2 separate regions of the Rattus norvegicus genome follow, and region 1 is linked to region 2. Evidence: chromatin contacts called from public Hi-C data. All regions are on one chromosome and are shown on one strand. Each heading gives the region's core, a stretch centred on a gene start, on an enhancer-like site or on the middle of the called end of the contact. The rest is flanking DNA. Distances are from core to core; before and after follow the strand shown. Region 1 has its middle 24 kb from the start of Sil1. Region 2 overlaps Sil1 (SIL1 nucleotide exchange factor).

Region 1 (2,700 bases), core at 176-2,675, 220 kb after region 2:
CCAGGATAGCCAAGAACCTTCTGAAATTCTCTTGCCTCTGTGTCCCAAGTGCTGGGATTATAGGTGTGCATTACTATGCCCAGTTTTATGTAGTCCTGGGGATTGATCCCAGGGCTTCGTGCACGCTATGCAAGCACTCTACCAACAGCAATATCCCAGGCCCCAGCATTCTTACGACAATAAAAATGTGGGTACTTTGCTCCAAACTTCATCTCTGCCACCTGTTGACTCCGTGTCTTAGGAACTTATGGGCCCTAGTTTTCTTATTTGTGAAATGAGCATTAGGTCATTACAAGTATGAAGTTCATTACAAATATGGGTAAAGAACGTAGCCTGTAGCAAGTATTTAGCAAATGCAAAACATAAAGAAGAGTTAGAAAACAGCAGTTAAAGAAGAGAACTGAGGGGCTGGAGAGATGGCTCAGTGGTTAAGAGCCCCGACTGCTCTTCCAGAGGTCCTGAGTTCAATTCCCAGCAACCACATGGTGGCTCACAACCATCTATAAAGAAATCTGATGCCCTCTTCTGGTGTATCTGAAGACAGCTACAGTATACTTATATATAATAAATGAATAAATCTTTAAAAAAAAAAAAAAGAAGAGAACTGAGTCAGGTGGAGGTGACTCACACCTTTAATCCCTCCCAGCACTCCTCCCAGCACTCCTCCCAGCACTCAGGGGGCAGAGGCAGGTGAATCTCTAAGTTTGAGGCTAGCCTGGTCTACAGAGTGAGTTCCGGGATAGCTAGGGCTACATAGAGAAACCCTGTCTTGGAAAAAGAGGGAGGAAGAAGAGGAGGAAGAGGAGGAGGAGGAGGAAGAGGAAGAGGCAAGTTGAAAGAAGAACCAAGTGTTTGATGACAGCCTGGGCTAAATAACAAAGCACCAAAAGGCACCCTCTTGATAGTGTGGTGATAGCATAACCCTGCTTGGCCACATAGAAAGTTTGAAGTCTGGGCTTTAGGAGACACTGTCTAAGAAAGAGGAAAGGGAGAAGGAGGGGAGAGAAAAGGAAATGGGAGAGAGGGAGGGAGGGAAGGAAGAAGGGAAGGTGTGTTGGGTGGGACAGAGAGAGACAGAGAGACACTAACTCAATTTACCACAACTGTACAGAAGGATCAAGCATTCATAGGGGGAAAAATCCTCCCAAATGAGCCAATAGACTCAACAAAATCATGGATAAGATGTTCAGAGTCAAAGAAAAAGACTATAAGTGGAAGGAGACTTTGAGTGGCTAGATGGACAGGGAGGTGTGGACTCTGGCCCCCTCCCCTACCGTAGATGATTAAAAGGATATGAAGCTCCCTCATCTGGAGAAAACTGGGCAAACAGGGGCAGAAGTCTGAAAGAGCAGCTGTAGGAGGGTACCGCCTGTCCTCTGTGGACTCTGAGCTGTCACTCACAGTGACAGGCAGGACCTGTTCCTGGTGCACAGTAAGGAAACTGAGCCTTGGAAGCTCCTCCTTGCTCCCCTCAGGCCCGCCCAGCCCACCGGTTGCCCCTGAGCTCTTGATCTCCCTCCCACCAGACCTCTTTTGGGGAACAGAACCCGTTGCTCTGGGGGCAGAGCATGCCGCCTTCATCACTCCTCCCTCTAGTGACTCATTCCCAAGACTGGGGGTGGCAGGAAGTGCCAGGGCCAGAGAACTGCAGCCCCATCCGGCTGGCAGCTTAGAGACATCCTATACTCTTCCCTCCTCCCTCCCCCGCCACCTCCCTCACTTCCAGCTCTGACTCTTGACATTTCTAAGTAAGAGACACCCACCTCCCCCAAAAACTCTTCTTGCCTTTCTATTGCCTCCTCCAGAACTTCAAGTGCATCCCCCAAAGGACTGCTGGGTTGAAACAGCCTCATCCCAAGAGAACCAGGCACAACTCAGACCTACAGCCCTTTTCTGGGGAAGGGCGCGAGGTCTTGAAGGGGATGGCTCCTGATCTAGAAAGCACTCTGGCACTTCAAACGACAAAGTTATTTTCCTACATGCTCAGCTCTTCACATGCCCTGTCTCATTTATCCTCGCATCAACCCTAGGAAGCAGACACTGTTTCGCTGGAGAGCTGCAAATGAGAACTAACTTCAGGAGGTAAAGCTGGGGCTCAAACCCACACCTTTCCTCCGACACGTAAATAACAAGGCTCTCCTACCAGCCTTGTTACAGGACAATGTAAGCCCTTTGGAGAACAACCTTTGAGCAATTGTGGGTAGCCTGTGTCATCCTCAGGCTTCAGTGCTGCTGCTCCGGGACTGCGGGGAAGGGGTTCCGACTAACTGCTCCCCTGCTTCAGACAGACCCATCCCACCCTCCACTCCAGTGAGCTGGAAATGGTAAGAGCTGCTCAGAGAATTTCCAGCCCCCTTAATCTTCCTATTAAACCTACAGGACAAGCAAACATCTGGGGTGCTTAGGGACTACCTACCTAAAAATAGGACAGAGAGGAGAGAGCCTTGCTTATAGATAAAGACAGCAAAAGGAAGCTACAGACACACAAGCCTAGGGTTAGCTCTGGGTTGGAGACAGAGCTGACATCTGTCAAACCAGGAGCACAGAGATGGCTCACATGACAGCAGAAATAATAATACCCTTGATTTATGTAGATAATTTTTCAGGCACTCCACAAACATTCGGTCCTCTAGATGACCTCCTAGGACCCAGGAAAGCAGAAAGCATCTTTTATTAGCTGCCACGACCTGCCAAAATGTA
Region 2 (2,764 bases), core at 211-2,710:
ATGTGAGGATGCTCCCTGGGCCCTGCATGGCAAGGGAGCGTGTTTCTAAAGACTGACTGACTTCACACCACCACGCTTCCTCTCCCTGTATTCTTGAGGCCTCTGAGTTTCAAGCAATGAGGAATGGTATTGCCATGTTCCCTGTCATAGATCATACCCAGACAAAAGCTGAGAGAAAGCCCCAAGTGTTGCTTATTCTTGGGGCCTAAGAGGGATATGAGACAGCTTGTGGAAGAGGATACACCTCTCATCAGACTGAAGGCTGCCTGAGGCTGAGAGATTCGATCCTTCTCAATGCTATTGTTTACAACAGGGACCTCAGCAATACAGGCAAAGTAAACTCCATGGACGTTACAGTCAGAGTAGCCAGTGAGATCAAGAGAATGCAAGCATGGCAGCAGGGAAGTGAAGTTCTCCTGTGTAACAGACCACGGACTGTAGGCACAGCGAGCTCATAATGAACAGAGCATTCAGGCCTTGAACCCTGCAGGTATTCAGCAACACCAGCCAAACAGAGAACTACAACTCGATCCATCCAAGTCCATAGCTGGGAAAGTCTCTAAAGATATTAACCATGCTTTTTGACTTCTGCAGTGCTACTTCTGGCTAACTGTTCTTGCTACCTGAGGTGTGTTAGCCCAGGGTGAAGCTTTTGTGCTTAAAAGCTCACCATGAGAAAGACATAGGATTGCACTCAGGTCCCGAACACACAGTGTAGTCACAGACTGGCTAATAAAGATGTTCCATTGGCTTGAACCCATATCTAAGTGGTCTTCACCACTTAGACCCTCATAACACAAGGGTTAGACATGGGTCTTGATTTTAACATTGCTAATGTGAGAGTAAGGAACCTCCTCTCCTTCCCTTGGGAATACTGCCTTTTAAGTGTGTTCCGTTTGAGAAATGTCAGTACAGATACGTTCCCACCCCTCCTTCTTTTCTCCCTTCTTTTCACCCTCATGTTTTGCTGTGCTGGTTTCCATCTAGGGATAAGTGAGAGCCCTTGATTCCCACTGACCTGCCTGGTTAGCAATTCAACAGGAAAACACCTCCCACCACAAAATGAAAGCAGACTTCAACTGCTTTCCTTCTGGCTGACTCTTATGTAAATGAGCTGCCTGCAGCCTGACTCACAGGAGCTCAAAATGGAAAACACACAGAGAGGAAAACAGCAGAGTTCAAAGGTAAAGGTGAGCCTTCCCTGCGCCCTGAGGCTTTATTGTACAGCTAGCACTCTGCCAGGGACTTGGCACAGGACTCATCTGCTCATTCTGAGGCCAGCAAGAAAGAGCCTTAGCTCTCTGTTCCCCTTGCTTTTACAAAAAGGAAATTAAAATCCTAGAGAAATAAAATGAGAACTTATCATCAGCTTTCTGTAGACGAGTCTGTGTCTCATATGTCTGTCTTCTGAGCTCAGATCAGAATCATGCTAGGGTCTAGGTGTGATGTCTCACCACACTGTGGCTGGAGACTGGTCAGATGGTGTGTTGGGAGGAAATGTGGCTTCCTTCCTTGCTCAACTCTGCCTGACTATGAAGGCAAATCCCAGGCTGTCAAGCTCACCAGACAATGTCTGACACAAACCAGGCCTCCTAGTATGATTCTATCTATCAAGCCCTTGGTCCTCACAGACTTGGTGGTCCTTCCTCCCCTCTCCCTGCTTTGCAAGGCCCTCATAGGCAGCAGCTACCCTAGGTGTTTATTTGCTCCAAACATTAAAAAAGAACACACCCATCTATTCACTATGGAGAAGAGCAGTTATTTTGAATCTATACATTATGCATCTCTGCTGGAAAGAAAGAAAGGAAAAATGAGCATTACAATCCTCTCTGGCAGACTTCTGCCCCCAAAGACAGAAAAGCAGTCTGGAATTACACCTTGTTTCCAACTCCAGGCAGCTCGGGGTTCTCCTCTCTCTTCTGCTCCTAGCTGGACAGCTCCACATGTGTCTGAGTTTCAGTGATTCACTCATACAGAGCCCCCAGAACAAATCCCGGGCTCTGACTGATTTAAGAGACAACTTGCACAAGTCCCTGTGATCTGGCTCTAATACTGTTTGTTTCTATTCCAATTATCTTGAATCGATAGTTTAAAACTGGGAACTGTCTGCTGTACATACCCAGTCTGTCTTAGTAGAGAATAAATCTAGGCCATTGTGTCCTTTTCTCTCCTAGGCTTAGGACAGCACCTGACATCTCAGGGCTCTGATTGGGCCAGAGCAGCTCTAACTCTATTCAACTCTTTAAGGATTCAATTAATCATAAAGCCAATTCCATTCTGGGCTCCATCTGTCTTGCCTCCTTCAGGGACTAATAATCACTCACTGCATGTTTTTACACACTAGTTGAACTGAAATTAAGGCTGATTTCATCACAGTATACTAAAAAACAAAATGTAGTTCTTGAAAATATTTTCAGAGGTATTTTAAATTTTTTGCTTGCATAAAGAAACTTTTCTGTAAAATGACATTTTTTTTAGAAACTTCAGAATTTTTGACACCATCACCCCCCCCCCCCTTATAAGAAGGCAGTCCCTTGAAGAATCAGCCACTCCTAGAGCTGAATGAGACAACAGAGAGAGTCAAGGTATCCTTGGACAAAGCATGGATATCCTAAAAATTGAGAAAAGAAATGGAGCTGATTTTATATTTTATATATTATTTTAAGATATATAATTAGTCATCCATCTTGGGACTGACTAGTGGACTTAGTTTACTTAGAGTTACTTTTATTGTAAGTAATCTATCCAGGAGGGGAAGGATTGC

Evidence for each region. A called contact is a pair of places that touch in the nucleus more often than the background predicts.
Region 1: a contact with region 2 is called in a Hi-C map of frontal cortex, with 1.8 times the contacts expected there. The contact joins two enhancer-like sites. A contact is called at or near these places in 2 of 12 Hi-C or Micro-C datasets (frontal cortex and hepatocytes).

What each region holds. Positions count from the first base shown.
Region 1 is chr18:27,401,471-27,404,170 of GRCr8, forward strand. No RefSeq gene overlaps it. Among named protein-coding and RNA genes, the nearest start is that of Sil1, 24 kb to the left of the region's middle. Within about 2 kb of position 1,426, at least 5 of the 93 cell types and tissues checked have an H3K27ac peak or open chromatin away from gene starts, as enhancers often do.
Region 2 is chr18:27,177,516-27,180,279 of GRCr8, forward strand. All of the region lies in intron 7 of Sil1 (SIL1 nucleotide exchange factor), which reads right to left. Among named protein-coding and RNA genes, the nearest start is that of Lrrtm2, 82 kb to the left of the region's middle. Within about 2 kb of position 1,461, at least 40 of the 93 cell types and tissues checked have an H3K27ac peak or open chromatin away from gene starts, as enhancers often do.